Regions from separate parts of the Mus musculus genome. Here all the other regions are linked to region 3. The links are chromatin contacts, called in public ChIA-PET, HiChIP or PLAC-seq and promoter capture Hi-C maps. All regions are on one chromosome and are shown on one strand. Each heading gives the region's core, a stretch centred on a gene start, on an enhancer-like site or on the middle of the called end of the contact. The rest is flanking DNA. Distances are from core to core; before and after follow the strand shown. Region 1 has its middle 4.8 kb from the start of Gm51683. Region 2 has its middle 12 kb from the start of Gm39349. Region 3 holds the start of Rplp1 (ribosomal protein, large, P1). Region 4 has its middle 3.3 kb from the start of Gm34264.

The links. Promoter capture Hi-C pulls out the DNA fragments that hold promoters and counts their contacts. ChIA-PET counts read pairs in DNA pulled down with a chosen protein or histone mark. HiChIP or PLAC-seq counts read pairs in DNA pulled down with a chosen protein or histone mark.
Region 1: an H3K4me3 HiChIP or PLAC-seq map of bone marrow-derived macrophages shows a contact between it and region 3, with 5 times the contacts expected there. The contact joins the enhancer-like site here to the promoter of Rplp1 in region 3. A contact is called at or near these places in 4 of 39 promoter capture datasets (embryonic stem cells, liver and pre-B cells), 1 of 484 Hi-C or Micro-C datasets (bone marrow-derived macrophages), 12 of 115 datasets of contacts at active chromatin or transcription factors (the NIH/3T3 cell line, bone marrow-derived macrophages, embryonic basal ganglia and 8 more) and 2 of 9 other capture datasets (adipose tissue and macrophages).
Region 2: a promoter capture Hi-C map of neural stem cells shows a contact between it and region 3. The contact joins the enhancer-like site here to the promoter of Rplp1 in region 3. A contact is called at or near these places in 12 of 39 promoter capture datasets (the C10 cell line, HPC-7-derived erythroid cells, the SN4741 cell line and 8 more), 4 of 484 Hi-C or Micro-C datasets (B cells, CD4 T cells, the G1E-ER4 cell line and 1 more), 17 of 115 datasets of contacts at active chromatin or transcription factors (CD8 T cells, acute myeloid leukemia, craniofacial prominence and 12 more) and 1 of 9 other capture datasets (macrophages).
Region 4: a contact with region 3 is called in an RNA polymerase II ChIA-PET map of memory CD8 T cells, with 22 read pairs. The contact joins the enhancer-like site here to the promoter of Rplp1 in region 3. A contact is called at or near these places in 5 of 39 promoter capture datasets (the C10 cell line, the SN4741 cell line, embryonic stem cells and 2 more), 1 of 484 Hi-C or Micro-C datasets (bone marrow-derived macrophages), 13 of 115 datasets of contacts at active chromatin or transcription factors (the NIH/3T3 cell line, acute myeloid leukemia, astrocytes and 10 more) and 2 of 9 other capture datasets (adipose tissue and macrophages).

What each region holds. Positions count from the first base shown.
Region 1 is chr9:61,308,228-61,311,703 of GRCm38.p6, forward strand. No RefSeq gene overlaps it. Among named protein-coding and RNA genes, the nearest start is that of Gm51683, 4.8 kb to the right of the region's middle. Within about 2 kb of position 1,989, at least 31 of the 459 cell types and tissues checked have an H3K27ac peak or open chromatin away from gene starts, as enhancers often do. A contact at or near this core is called in adipose tissue, bone marrow-derived macrophages, embryonic limb bud and 1 more, where this site is marked.
Region 2 is chr9:61,349,845-61,353,277 of GRCm38.p6, forward strand. No RefSeq gene overlaps it. Among named protein-coding and RNA genes, the nearest start is that of Gm39349, 12 kb to the left of the region's middle. Within about 2 kb of position 1,452, at least 45 of the 459 cell types and tissues checked have an H3K27ac peak or open chromatin away from gene starts, as enhancers often do. A contact at or near this core is called in embryonic limb bud, neural stem cells, pancreatic cancer cells and 1 more, where this site is marked.
Region 3 is chr9:61,913,147-61,916,645 of GRCm38.p6, forward strand. It overlaps Rplp1 (ribosomal protein, large, P1), which reads right to left and starts at 1,364. Exons shown (of 3, transcript NM_018853.3): 1 at 1,211-1,364; 2 at 742-816; 3 at 137-375. The coding sequence starts at 1,282. The coding sequence ends at 178.
Region 4 is chr9:61,330,033-61,333,694 of GRCm38.p6, forward strand. No RefSeq gene overlaps it. Among named protein-coding and RNA genes, the nearest start is that of Gm34264, 3.3 kb to the left of the region's middle. Within about 2 kb of position 2,354, at least 21 of the 459 cell types and tissues checked have an H3K27ac peak or open chromatin away from gene starts, as enhancers often do. A contact at or near this core is called in memory CD8 T cells, where this site is marked.

The DNA of each region.
Region 1 (3,476 bases), core at 739-3,238, 600 kb before region 3:
TAAATGTTGTCTTTATAAGAGTTGCCTTGGTCATGGTGTCTGTTCACAGCAGTAAAACTCTAACTAAGACAAACAACATATTACCAAATGACCTACAGTGTAGTCTCACAATGGCTACCATCTAAAACTGTTTTGTTTTGATACAGTCTTGCTCATTGACCCAGGCTGACCTCAAACTCATAATCTTACTGCCTCCATTTCCCATGAGGTAAGACTTCGTTTGGGTATCACCACATATAGCTATGCATCCTTCAAAAATGTTTGCCAGGTTGGAGAGATGGCTCAGCAGTTAAATGCACTGGCTGCTCTTCCAGAGGATCCAAGTTCAGTTCCCAGCAACCACTAGGCAGCTCATGACCATCTGTAACTTCAGTTCCAGGGGATCTGATGTCCTCTCTGACCTCCAAGAGCACGGTGTGCCTGAGACACACAGACAAATCACCCATTCACATGAATAATCATTTTTAAAGTTTTAAATAATGTTTGCCAAGAACTTAAAGATCCCTAAAAAGGAAACACACCAGAGTATTTGCTGGGAAAATGCACTTCATATACAGTAGGGTCTGTATTCTCTACTATTTAGACATATCAGATACCTTAGAGATTATGGATAATTTTAAGTATCAATACTAGAAATGTGTGTTTTTCTGCTTTACTTTTAAAATTGTAAAGATACTATTTTAATGTTTCTTTCAAGATTTGTTTTTATTTATGGAAGCACGTGCCCGTGAAGGCCTGAAGGGGCCATGAGTTCCCTTGGAGTAACAGACATTTGTGAGCCACGTATGGTGTGTGCTGAGATCTGAAATCTGACCCCTGATAGAACAATAGTAAATACAATTAACTGCCGAGCCGGCTCCCTAGCTCTGGTGTTTGTTTGTTTGTTTAAAGCATGTAAGATTTGCACCAAGGCCTGAACTGAAATCACATGGTGACAGATAAGGCACTTTGACAAGACTGAAGTCCACTGTGGCTTGTGTTAATTTACTAGACAACTCCTGGTGACATGCAAGTGTCTAGAGAATCCCTTCTGAGCTGTCACTCCCACACAATCAGTCATGCACGTGGATCAGAAACCACCAATGGCACTGAGAGCACAGCAGACCTCACTGGTGGCTCCTCCGGTTTCCCTGCTCTAGGCATGGAGCAAGATTTCCCTAACCAATAATGAGCTCCTGTTTTAGTAAGAGAGTGTCAGACAGAGAGAGAGGGAGAGAGAGAGGTGAGTGATGTTGACCGCTGACCTCCATACACACAGGAGACTAAAGACAGTTCCCAGTGGTGGAGCACCTGCATAGCCTTTAGGGTTCCCTGAGTTCATCACTGCAAAACACGCGAACAAGCAAATGAATCTTGTGGACGGTATACCACTTTAAATCCAGGACTGGCTGGGTTGTAGCTCGTCAGCAGGGAGCTCTCAATATCCCCTTCTCCCAACTGTGAGTGCTTCTCTAGAACTGATAGGTGGTGGGCCTAAGGTAAGCCTAGCTTGTCTCCCTGAAGCCTCATCTGGGTGAACCTGGAGCAAATGTCAAGCCTATGGGTGGCACATACTCATGCTGGCTCTCCCAAGCCTTAGAGTCTTGAGATGGGTAGGAGAAGCGGCCAGCCAGGCCTGGCCTGAGCCCCAGCTGCCCTGGGCTTCCATCCACGCTGCCTCACCATGCCCTTTCCAGACACATCAGGTCCCTCCTCCTCCTTGGCAGGCATGCCCATTAGTTCATAGTGAGGACTCTTTCTTAATTGCCTTGGGACTTCCCCCTGACTAACTGGGGGAAAAGTTGGCATCCTGTCCATCATACCAGCAAAACCAATCTGAGAGCAGAAGCATGGAGTGCTGGCGAGACTGGAGATGCTGGCACATTTAGTTGGAACGATTATGTCTTTAAAAAGGCAGTTGTGCAATCTATAAAGTTTGCAGCAGGGACTCTAGTGCCCTTGGCTTCTGCTTCTGAGATATGCAAACTGCGTGTTTTCTTTAACCGTCCTCTTCCCCATGGCTCTGCCTAAGATACGAATAACCTTTTCCTCTTTTCTCTTGCTCTTGCCCACTAACTCCTGGAACCACTCGCTGTTCTTGTCCAAGCTACCTTTGAAGGAAGATTAACCCACTGGCAGGGTTAATCTTCACTTTGAGGTCTACAGACTTAGCTCTCTTGGCAGAGTACTTGCCCAGCATGTGCAAAGCCCAGGGTTCAATCCCCAGCACTGCATAAACTGGTTGTGGTGATCTGCACCACTCCTAGCAAGTGGGAGCTGGAAGCAGGCGGATCAGAGAAGTTCAAGGTTTGAGAGTAGCCTAGGATACTGCTTCAGTCTCTCAGATATCCAGGATGACAGACCAGCACCACCACGCTAGGTAGGCTGTTCACATCTCTATCCTAAACCCAGGGAGATGGATTCCAGGAAGGAAGATATCTGAAAGGGGGATTCTAAGACCCATTGCCTGAGATGAGCTGCAGATCAAAGGGCCTAGCGTCTGATGAGCTCTGCTGCACGCCAACTGCTGGCTCTTGTAGGAGGGAGTGTTATCTTCAGGCCACCACAGCCATTCCTATCCACATCGTGTAGATAAGTAGACAGAGGCTCAGAGATTAACTCAGAGGCCCAGGACCCCACAGACAGAAAGTGGCAGTAGCCTGGCAGACATGCCCCCCACTGCCCCCCTCTTCTGCGGAAAGACCAAGCCCAGTGTTGAGCAGGCAGAACCTGGCTACAGGATGTGTTGTTTGGCCCAACTGAGGCTTCTTTAAAATTTGGAAATTTTTTTTTACAGAAGTTCAGGAGAAGGGAAATTAGAAATCTGGCAAAAGAATGTTCTTGTTCCTCATGGCAAGAGTGACCTGGAACTGTGTGGGGGCTGAGACCTTTGAGCAAGCCTGGCCAGCTGTCCCGTTCCAAGTCTGTGACTGGCCTGCATGGCTCCTGTATATTGTTATCTCCTGGACTCCTAAGACTGTGCATGCCTCTGTCCCCTGGCCTGGGGACTAGCTCTGACTCGATATCTCATTGAAGGGGACAGCTAGACTATGCAGACCCTGGAGGCCTCTGACTCCATGAAACCCCTACATGCTCTGTCCCTCTTCTTTTCTCTACTGTCTCTCCCCTTCCTTCTGTCCCTGGTCTGCCCGCTCCCAGCTTGGCTTCTAGCACACTCACGCATATAAGCATGCACATACACCACACAGTACAGTGGTCTCTCTGCAGGCCTATGGACTTGGGTGTGTCTCTGTCTTTGCATCACACACACACACACACACACACACACACACACACACACACACACCCAGAGAGAGAGAGGGAGAGAGAGAGAGAGGGAGAGAGGGAGAGAGAGAGAGAGAGAGAGCAGTGTACTCTACCAGAGAGCAGGGATGTACTATCTCTCAACACTATCATAAGGGCACTCTGCCTCTGGGGTCCAGGTGGAAGCAGAGGAGTCTGGGAAGGGGCACATGAGTGGAGGAGATGTTGTTTCT
Region 2 (3,433 bases), core at 202-2,701, 560 kb before region 3:
ATGATGGCCACTTCCTCTCACACATCATTGTCTGGAACTGTTCCCATGGCTCCACCTAAGCACATTGGGTCAAGAAGTGAAATTCCACCCAGTGCCCAGAAGGAGAAGCAGGAGTGTAGTGCAGTTGCTACCACAGCATGGGCTTTAAAAGGAGAATGAAAACCCGCAAGACAGCTCAGTGGGTGAAAGAGCTTGGCGGGGCCAGCCCGGTGACATCTGTTCAAGCTCTGGAACTCAAAAAAGGCGGAAGGAGAGAACCAACCCCAAAAAGTTGTTTTCTGTCCTCCACACACTGTCCCTACACACACACACACACACACACACACACACCTTTAAAGCTGAGTAGGAATGAAATCCTTTGCTGGGGCGTGGTGAGGGGACTGGGAATGTGCACATTCAGCAAGTTCCGCACAGCACATGGTACTGGATGCTCAATGCATGCCTAGTGACAAACATCCAGGTAGCTCCAAATGCTCTCTCTGCCCCCTTTTTCTCTTTTCCTTCCACACTTACTCTCTGGGTCCCTACTGATTGTGGTGAGAAGAGAAAGCCTTCATAGAATGGATGATGATCGGACCCAGTATATGAGAAGAGGTGACTCGAAAGGAGGGAAGGTGTGGACAAAGGCTGGGAAGACCATGTGCATAGTCAGCAATGCAGGGACAAATGTCACAGCAGAAGGTCACTCACGGATACTACCTACCTTCAGTAGAGGGCTATCCTCAGCACAAGAGAGAAAGAGCTGCATTCTGAAGTCAGTGCGCCAATCAGGAAGATTCCTTGATATGCCTGCCCATAACCCTGAACTGCGAAAATTTTCCTTGGGAAATGAGTCAGAGTTGGGTGAACAGAAACTTAGTTCTGAGCACTGGGAGATGGCTTGGTGGATAAGAGTGTCTAATGTTCACACATGAGATCCTAAGTTCAAATCCCCAGGACCTATGTGGAAGCCAAGTGACCCTCTTGTAACTCTAGCACTGAGGAGAGTGGAAACCAGGGATTCCCAACTAGCACAACCCTCAACTGGGAGCTCCAGCCTCAGTGAGACCCTGTCTCAAGGGGACAAGGCAGACAATAGCAGGTCAGAGCACCTGATGCCCTCTGCCGCTAACTAATTCATGTGAACAGTCATGTGCCACCACTACCCTCAGCCTTAAGACAAAGGTGAGAGAGACAGAAACTTTTATGTGAGACCTAGCTCTCTGCTGAGGCCTACACCTCCTGACTGAAGTCCCGAGTCCCCTCCAAAGTCCTAGGACATTCTCCCCAAAGCACAGAGCCTAACCTTCTCTTTCCCTTCTGTTGCCAGAGGCTGCATTTCTGGGTGACCACATTTGCCCCCGGGATAAGTCTTTTCCCTTCTATTTGCATTAGTAACTGCTCAAAGTCCCACGAGGCCCTGGAGCCCAGCCAGCCACATCCTCTCACACTGGACCAATTGTTTGTGGCAAATGCCTTGCTTTTGAACTCTGGACCTCTGAGAGGAAACAGTTTCAATAGGAATAACTCGGAACTCTCCCAGGCCCTGCCATCTGGGCGTCTGGAATGGAGCTTCCAGGATATATGGCTCTTTTGAAGGAAGCCCATTCAATGGATGATTGTACTCTCATTTAATATGCCTGGGAGTGGTCTTGTATACTGGCCAGTGGAGGGTTTTTTTTTTTTTTTTTCATTCAACACTTACTGATCTCTTACTGTGACTGAGATACTGAGATGGATATGGGGGGGAAAGCAGGGACCTTATTTCCTTACTATTTACTTATTTACTTGGTCGGTAGGTCATTTCACAAGCACCCACGCTGGTCATGAACTCACTAGGTAGTCAAGGATAAACCAGAACTTCTTTCCTCCTGTCTGCACGTCTGGAGTGCTGGGATTACAGATGTGTGCCCCACATTTTATTTAATTCCTGCTTTTGGTGGGTTTGGACAAAGAGCATGAAGTATTAAATTCTATTTCATGGGGTCATGGGGCTGAAGAGATAGCTCAGCAACTGAAGAACACTTATTCCCTTTGTAGAGAACCCAAGTTCAATTCCCAACACCCACATAGTGGTTCATAAACTTCTGTGACTCCAGTGCCAGGGGACCCAAAGCCCTCTTCTAACCTCCTCAGGAACCAGTCACACACACATGGTGCACACACATCCATGCAGGTGAAATACCCATAAAATAAGATAAATAAATGTAAAAATATTTTTAAAGTTATTGTTCTATAACTTCCTTGGTGCACTGCGTAGGGCAAAAGATGAGTTTCTGGCTCTGAAATGTAGAAGGTTCCAGAATGTTAAGGAATGACTGTCAAGGATGGGAGATATTTCTCAGGTCTCCTCTTTGGGTCCCATAGCAACCTACGACAGAGGCTGATAAAGCCCATTGCCTAAGCCCCTCCCCACAGTGATCAAGGACCTGAACACTCATCCCACGTCCCTTGACTCGGGTCACTGGACAGCTCCTGACCTCTCAGGCCACCATGGATACCACACAAGCAACCTTGCTCAATCCTCCCAGAACTGTGCTGAGCTTCCCTCATTTGTCTTCGAGTGTGTGGCGTGTAGGAGATGGGGACCCATTTCTGGGAGACTCAAAAGCCAGGCCTGCCTGGGATCTCCATCTGCCTTGATTTTCTGGCTCAATAAAAGAGACTGGGCAGACAGAAGTGACCTCCCTTGGCAATGTGCAGATAAATGATAGTTCATGTTGGCCTTGGGGTTAAGGGTTGGGACAGTCGGGGAAGCACAGGAGCCAATCTCTACTCTTGAACCCATTCCCACCCAACTGGTCTCTCTCAATCATCAAGTTTCCTCCACCCCACCCCAAATTATTCACAGCCATCCACCCTAAACCCCAAGAGGAGTGCTAGTCACTTTCTTGACCTTGGTCCAATCAGATCTTAGACATCACTTTATAGAAGAAGCAGTAGGCTAAGCAGTAGGCCTATCCAAGCTGTGTCGAATAACCACACACATCACAGGATAGCTAAGAAGGTGACTCAATACAAGGTCATGACATTGCTTAAAATATGAGGGTTTCTTTTAAAAGACACATTTTCTTTTATAAGTTGATTGCACTGCCATAAAGCCTGAACTTTGCAGATGCAACACCATTGCCATGTCAAAGGACGGGGCATCTCTAGATTGGATTCTTCCTCAATCATCTTGGAATCTGACCTCCTGCCCCAAGCTATCTTACCCTCCTACTAGGAAAGAAGGAGCCCAGGGAGTCCGGGTCCATAAAGAGAAGGTGCCAGAATCCAAGGCTCCAAGCCTTCCCCCTCTGACTTTTGCTCAGTCTTGTATCCTGAGGGGAAGTCCCTGGCATCCCTTGGGTGCCCCTCCTAACCTAAGAGCACTTATCTCTATCAAGGGGCAGGCTGGGGGTGGGGTGGGGGTGGAGAGGCTAATGAACAGTCTGCCAAGGGCTTTGAAGATGAA
Region 3 (3,499 bases), core at 114-2,613:
TCTTTTGACCCAGGTCTTATTTATATAACTCATGGTGGCTTTGGTCAAGACCCTCCTTCCCTGACATTTTTTTGGGACCTGCTACCATCTCTGAAACTCCAAGAGCTTTGTGGCTTACAAGTGAGACCAGTCCACCTACAGGTTCAGCTCTTTATTAGCCAACTTAACAAAAGCAGTTTAGTCAAAAAGACCGAAGCCCATGTCATCTTCAGACTCCTCGGACTCTTCCTTCTTTGCCTCCACTTTCTTCTCCTCAGCTGGGGCGGCGGCAGTGGATGGAGCAGCACCACCAGCAGGCGCAGCTCCAGCTGCTGGAGCGGGCCCACCAGCCCCTACATTGCAGATGAGGCTCCCAATGTTGACATTGGCCAGAGCCTACAACAGAGACATAGAAAAGGCTTTTAGTTTTGTGCTGCAAGATTTAATGATTCAATTAAGCTCTTTTCACCCATGAGACCAAAGCAATGTTCAGGACTACAGGGAATCAATATACAACTGCCACCAGTTGATTGACCCCACTTGCCAGAAATAAAGCTGTTTGTATAAATAGAATGTAGCTATCCACTTTGCATGAATCTCACTGCTTCAAATGCCCAAACTTAAGAGGCAACAAAACTCATTCTCAAGCCATGGACCGTGAAGGCCTGACATAAAAGCCACATCAATAAGTACAAACTAAGATACAAAAATCAAGGCTGGTGGTGGAAATCGTACATTACCAAGTGTAACCCCAAAACTTACCTTGGCAAACAAGCCAGGCCAGAAAGGTTCGACGCTGACACCAGCTGCTTTAATGAGGGCATTGATCTTATCCTCCTGGAACACAAACGCCAACCCGTCAGAACGATCAGAATGCGGCTAAAACTCAGTCACTTATACAGAGTTAAGTTTCGTACTTGGGCTAAAGTCAACCTTAAAAAAGACAAGGCCAGGTTTGAAGGCTCAGCGGGCTGTGGGATTGTCCCGCAGGCCTGACGACCTGAGTTCGAGGCCTAAAACTTAGATAAAAACAGCCCACTCTAAACAGTAGGCCTAACATGCGCGCTCGGGACCGCCATTCACCTGTCTCGGGTTGGGCCGCGCGGGGAGGACAGAGCGCATACGCCTCACAGGCCTCCAAGTCACCGAATGCCTGAGAATGCGAAGTCCGGGCGGAGCCGGGTGTCCGCCGCACAAACACGTGGCCGGCCCGGGGTTATCCCGCACTTACCGTGACCGTCACCTCGTCGTCGTGCAGGATGAGGGCGGAGTAGATGCAAGCGAGCTCGGAGACGGAAGCCATGCTGTAGACTGCCGGCACGGTGCTAGTCGCCGGATGAAGTGAGGGCCTCACCCCAACGCGGCCTTAGCTTCCTCGGAAGGACCGAGCACCTTGGCGGCAGCTGAGGAAAAGATCATATACGCCTGCGCGCAGCTTCTTATGGGACCGCGCCGACCAATCGATGCCCGACTCGAGACGGAAGGGGCAGGGCCAAAACCGAGAGGAGGCGCGTCTGCAGAACGCAGTTCCGGATTTGCGCGTTCGACTTCCGGTGCGATTGGCCTTTGGGGCTTGCGAATATTACAAGTGCTCAACAGTAGAGATTAACAGGCTAAAGGGAGAGAGCTATCGGGGGAGACGTACTGCTTAAACTGACAGGCGCGTTCCCACGGCTTGGGTACACTGAAAAGTCGCTCTCCGCCTCAAGCCTTGCGGATCACGTGGTGGACTTCCCAACCCACCCTCACCCCGGGCGTGCGCGCCGTAGTAACTGTGTCTGTGATGAGGTTGATAAATACCACCCGGGACCCGGAGTTGCATATCAAATGCAATATATCGTGGTTAATGTTTAATTCATTACATTGAAAAAGCACAGAGGGGCGGAAGTTAAGCCATCTTGCAGCTCTCAGGTTTGGCTCCCGCACCCCGAAAAGTGCCAGGAAATCCAGTAACAGGGGCTCTGATCCTGACAGAGGTCAGCAGACACGCTCAAGTACACATAAAAGTAAACACTCTTTAAAGTGTCACGCGAGGTATGGTGAGGAAAAAACCCACAGAAGTAGGAGACCACGTGATAAAATTCGGCAACTAATTATATAGAACCCCTAGAAAACCAGGAGAGTAACTTTGATGCGCAGACATCAAAAGCAAGTATCAATAAACAAACGTTTTCCTTTGCCTCTCTTTTAGTGCATGGTACTTTGTCACAGCAATAGAAACCCCAAGTGCTCATATACACAATTAAATAAAAACACCCCTCAGGTTAGGGTACAGCTCGTGTGTGGTCAGCTTGTGTAGAGGTGACCTTGGTGCTAGAAACTTGCAACTAGAATGTAGTGCATACTAGATTAAGTGGTTTCTTTAAAGTTAATAAAATTCTAATCTCAGGACCACAAAGAAGCTATGAAACAGCAAAAGGAACCTAAGTAGAGCAATATAGTTTTCACAGATAAGAGCCTAAAACGGAGAATTTTCTCCAAGTAATATAGTTCCAATCAAAATTCTGTTCATGATCTCAGTGGAATTTGACATGGCCTTCAGTCTAAACACACACACACACACACACCCTGACAGGGTGTCATGTACCTCAGCTGGCCTTGAACTTGCTATGTGGTTGAAGATTACCTGGAATGTTGGATCTTCCTCCCCTGCCTGGGATTGATTTTAAGTATCCAGGTCATGCTGGGCTAGGGATTAACTCCAGGGCGGGTACACACTAAGCACTCCAGCCACTCAGCTACATCTCAGACCCCCTTAAGCTTACTTTGAGACATGCTCTTTTTTTTTTTTTTTTTTTTTTTTTCTTTCCGAGACAGGGTTTCTCTGTGTAGCCCTGGCTGTCCTGGAATTCACTATGTAGACCAGGCTGGCCTTGAACTCAGAAATCCACCTGCCTCTGCCTCCTAAGTGCTGGGATTAAAGGTGTGCGCCACCACCGCCCAGCTGAAACATACTCTTACTATACATTTCAAGCTGGTCTGAAAGACGTCCAGGCTGGCCTTGAATTTGTGGTAAATCCTTGTCTGAGCCTGCTGAGTGCTGGAATTAGAGGCTTACACTACCGCACCTAGCCCTAGGTGTCACTGGCAATGCAAATAGATTTGCAGGCTACAACAGAGAGCCCATGGGCACACCCTCATGCTACTGAGAATTCGATAATGTCAGCAGAGGTCCAGGGAGAGTAGAATGGGTGCTTCAAACCAAAGAACAGGCATGGATCTGGTGGTTGAAGTACTCTGCACACTGAGGCTCTGGAATCGGTTGTCCCTACCATCACAAATAAAGGTGCCATAAAATAGAAACGACATGGGCAGGGAGATACAAAGTTTCAAGTTGCAGAGGATATGTAAAGTCCCACACACCCAAAATCTTAGTTTTATTGCAAGGACTCTTGTATCCTGAGAAACCAAACCCACGTCTTACTCATTAAATCAGTGAGATCCTACATGGAATCTATCGTTCATATAAGGTAACTCTGACACCAGGAGAGGATGGCAGAAATTCAAGAGCTACTAGTGA
Region 4 (3,662 bases), core at 1,104-3,603, 580 kb before region 3:
GATTCTCCTACCTCCACAGCAGCGACGCCATGGTGTCTGACTTCATTTGGAACTATGGAAATAGAAGACAAGGGCATTACGCTTTCAACACATGACAGGAATATCATTTCCAACCAAAATCTGTACTTAACCCGATCGTAAGTCAAGCGTGAATATGGAATAGGTGCCTTTAAGACCAGCAAGGAATCCCATGGACTTTTTCTTAGAAGTTAGCATGTGCCTCAGACAAACAAGAGCATAAACAAAGAAATGGGAACCCGGTGGACCCAGGAGTGAGACCTCTAGGGCAGCTGGTAGCATTTCAGAAGACTGGGATGGAGCGGGCCCAAAGCACTGGACAATTAGGGATCTGTCTTGAGGCAGGCAAGCACCAGGGGTAGCTTGGCAACCTGTCATTCTGCTTGCACCGGGCTATGGCATCCTCTCCTCTAATACTGTACCAGCAACTCAGCTCCTTCATCGCCACACTACACAGACCACCCATTCCTTTCAAACACTGTTCCTAGCAACCTCAGAAACCCACCTATGTCAGTCTATGACCCTCTCTAACAACTATCAGCCTTGGACAGTTTCTGATTCTCTGGTAAATCCTGGTCTAAGAGTAGGAGGACCAGTCTAGCCTGAACTGGTTTAGGGTACACGTATGGTAAGGTTAAACTGTGTCCTCAAGTGAACTTCTAAGAGAGAGTCTTTTATTTGCCATCTTATGCTTGTATATAACTGGGTATGCAGAGGAATAAAATCTGATGCATGATGGGAAAGCTTATTTGATTGAATCAATCAATCAAAACATAACATTGTCCTCATCCCACCCCTAGTAGCCAAACGCCTTCTCTTCAGCTACATAAAGGAGAAGCCCACACAGTAATCCGAGGGCGTAAACACTTCCCTTCCATGTGGCTTGCAAAATATTCTGACCCGTTCTATAGTTTTGCTTTGAGTCAAAGGTCCTCGCTATGTGGGCAATCAGTGTGAGCCTTCACTTCAACTCCTTGAGTAAAGGGCCGAGAACCTGAAAACACCCGGCCCACACCCTGATTACCAGTAACAGCCGCAGAAGTACAACCGAGGGATGAGGTGGGGGAGGCTTGGAGGCAAAATTTGAATATTATCCAGGGTGTTGCTTTAGACATTTAGAAAGCAATATTGGTAGACATTTCGTGCGGGTCTTAGAGCAGAGAAAACTGAGCAGATGACAGAGGCGAAGAGATGTCATATCAAGGAAAACCAAACTGATCATGACTTCCCAGAGGGAACAGAATCTTAGTCGAGGGGTACCGGTGTTGTCACAGCCATGGTAATGTAAACACAGTCCAAGACTGTAACAGACAGCACCAGGTGGGAGCTTCTGAGCAGGGACAGTAGTGAAGTCCTCAGTGACCAAAGCAAGAGGTCAATAGGTCATGGGGGCAGCCTCACAGCAGGGCCTTTAGAAGCATAGAAACATGAATGGGAGACGGCACCTGGGGTCAGACCCAGTCCCTCACCACACAATGCCTGCAACTGGACAGCAGTGGCACACACCCTTGGTCCCAGCACTTGGCCAGGCCTGAGGCAGGCCGATCTGTGAGTTCCAGGCCAGCCTGATCTACAGAGGGAGTTTCAGGATAGCCAAGGCTACACAAATAAACCCTGTCCCAAAAAACAGGGAGAGGGGTGGAGAGAAGAGAAGAGAAGAGGAGAGGAGAGGAGAGGAGAGGAGAGGAGAGGAGAGGAGAGGAGAGGAGAGGAGAGGAGAGAAGAGAAGAGAAGAGAAGAGAAGAGAAGAGAAGAGAAGAGAAGAGAAGAGAAGAGAAGAGAAGAGAAGAGAAGAGAAGAAGAGAATCTGGCCTATAGACAGGCTCAGTAGGTAAAGGCACTTGCTAGTAAATCTGATGTCTGAGTTCCATCCCTGGGACCTACCCAAATGGTCCTCTAACCTCAACAGTGTTGCACTGTATGTGCACTTGTAGGCGCTCACACACACACACACACACACACACACACACACACACACACACACTATACAAAAGGAAAGAAACGTAGAACAAAGAATTGGCTCTATGACTGAGGCCGAGGCTAAGGCCTGTGAAACTGCTTTCCTGGGAGAGTAATGGAGGGGTGTGCACTCGGAAGCAGGGGCCGGCTAGTTTGCATCCCAAGCCATTTAGATTTATTTATATTACTTTGAGAATGGTAAGAATTAATTTCCAATTTTCTCCAGCTCCATTGTAAATGTCAGCTCCCTGTGTGGCTTATGAAGCCAGGCTGACCCAGCTCCACATTTCAGCCCAGCGTAACTGCTAAGGCTCAGTACATTACTGAGTTCTCGAAGAGGGCTGCGGCTTCCTGTTTGCCCCCAACCTGATTCTTTCACTTTCCTGTTCCTTGCTCTGATCCATATTTCTGGTCACTGACTTTCTGTGGTTTTAGAGACACTCTTGCTTTGAGTCAGCATTTCAGTCTTGGTTTTCTCTCTCTCTTCTCTCCTGGGTTCCCATTGCCCAGGATCAGGGGTTCTCACCCAGCCCCAGGCTCCTTGGCTGCCATCTTTACACTGCCTCTGCCCGTCAGCCCGCTGTTGGTTGGAGCGAAGGTGATTGTCACACCCAAGCACAGCAACTCCAATCTTTGGGAAATGTGTAATTGAGTTTGAGAGTCAGGCAGCCAAACAGGCTGTTTTCTCAGACCTGGGGAAATGTAAATGAAGGCACTGTGGGCTGGAAGTGTTCCAGGTATATGGGCACGAAGGGCAGACAGTCAAACAGTCATCTGGAAAGACAGCTCAGAGGAGAGACTTATTCAATCAGCAGGGAAGCTGGCTGGAGAGGCAGGGTTAAGGAGACAGGCCAAGGGAGGCAGTGGTTACTAATGGATCTTCATAGGGCCTTGAGTTCCATGAGTTTGTGTTTCACTGGGCCAAAGCTCCTTTCATGATAAAGTTAACTTGAACTAATTTCTGTTACTTATGACCCTAAGAATCTTAAGTGAGAAGCAACTCAACTCCTCTCCCTACCCTCAGCCTGGGTGAGGCAGTGTTAAGTAGACAGTGACATCTCTGAGTCTCTAGTCTCCCATTCCACTCCCCCAGTGACACCAGGTCCTCTGAGCTGCTGTGAAGGCTGTGGCTCACTGGGGTGAGAGGAAAACAGGCTCCCTACCTCCCACTGCCCTGCTAAGGCCAGGGATAAAGTACAGAACCAACGGACTCTTAAGCAAAGATGGGGAAGATGAGGGTGGACTCCCCCACCACCACAGCTGCTCAGGGGCCAGCACTTCTCCAGCTTCTTCCCTTCTTGTCTGGATCAGCCTAACTTCCTGTTGCATGACACCTAAGAGCTCCAGGGTGAAGGAATCAAAGCAGACTGTATGTGCATGTGTTGCACGTAGCTCCAGCAGTTTTCACCGTCATACTTCATTTTTTGAGAACTGTGGGAACAGTGACGTTCTCAGTAGCAGTAGTTGGAGAGTCCTACTAGGCTTGGCAGGCAATGGTCACTTTGGAAAGTCTCTAAATGACTGATGGCCACTGGACAGACACAGTACCAGAGAGGTGGAAAGAACTTGAAACACGGGGTCTGCAGATCTGTGGGACCTGAATGCAGGGGCTGGCTTCTTGTGTGCTGTAGGAATGTGTTTCAGTGGTTGTCACTAGGCTACCCAGACTGGGAAGCAAGCTGGGA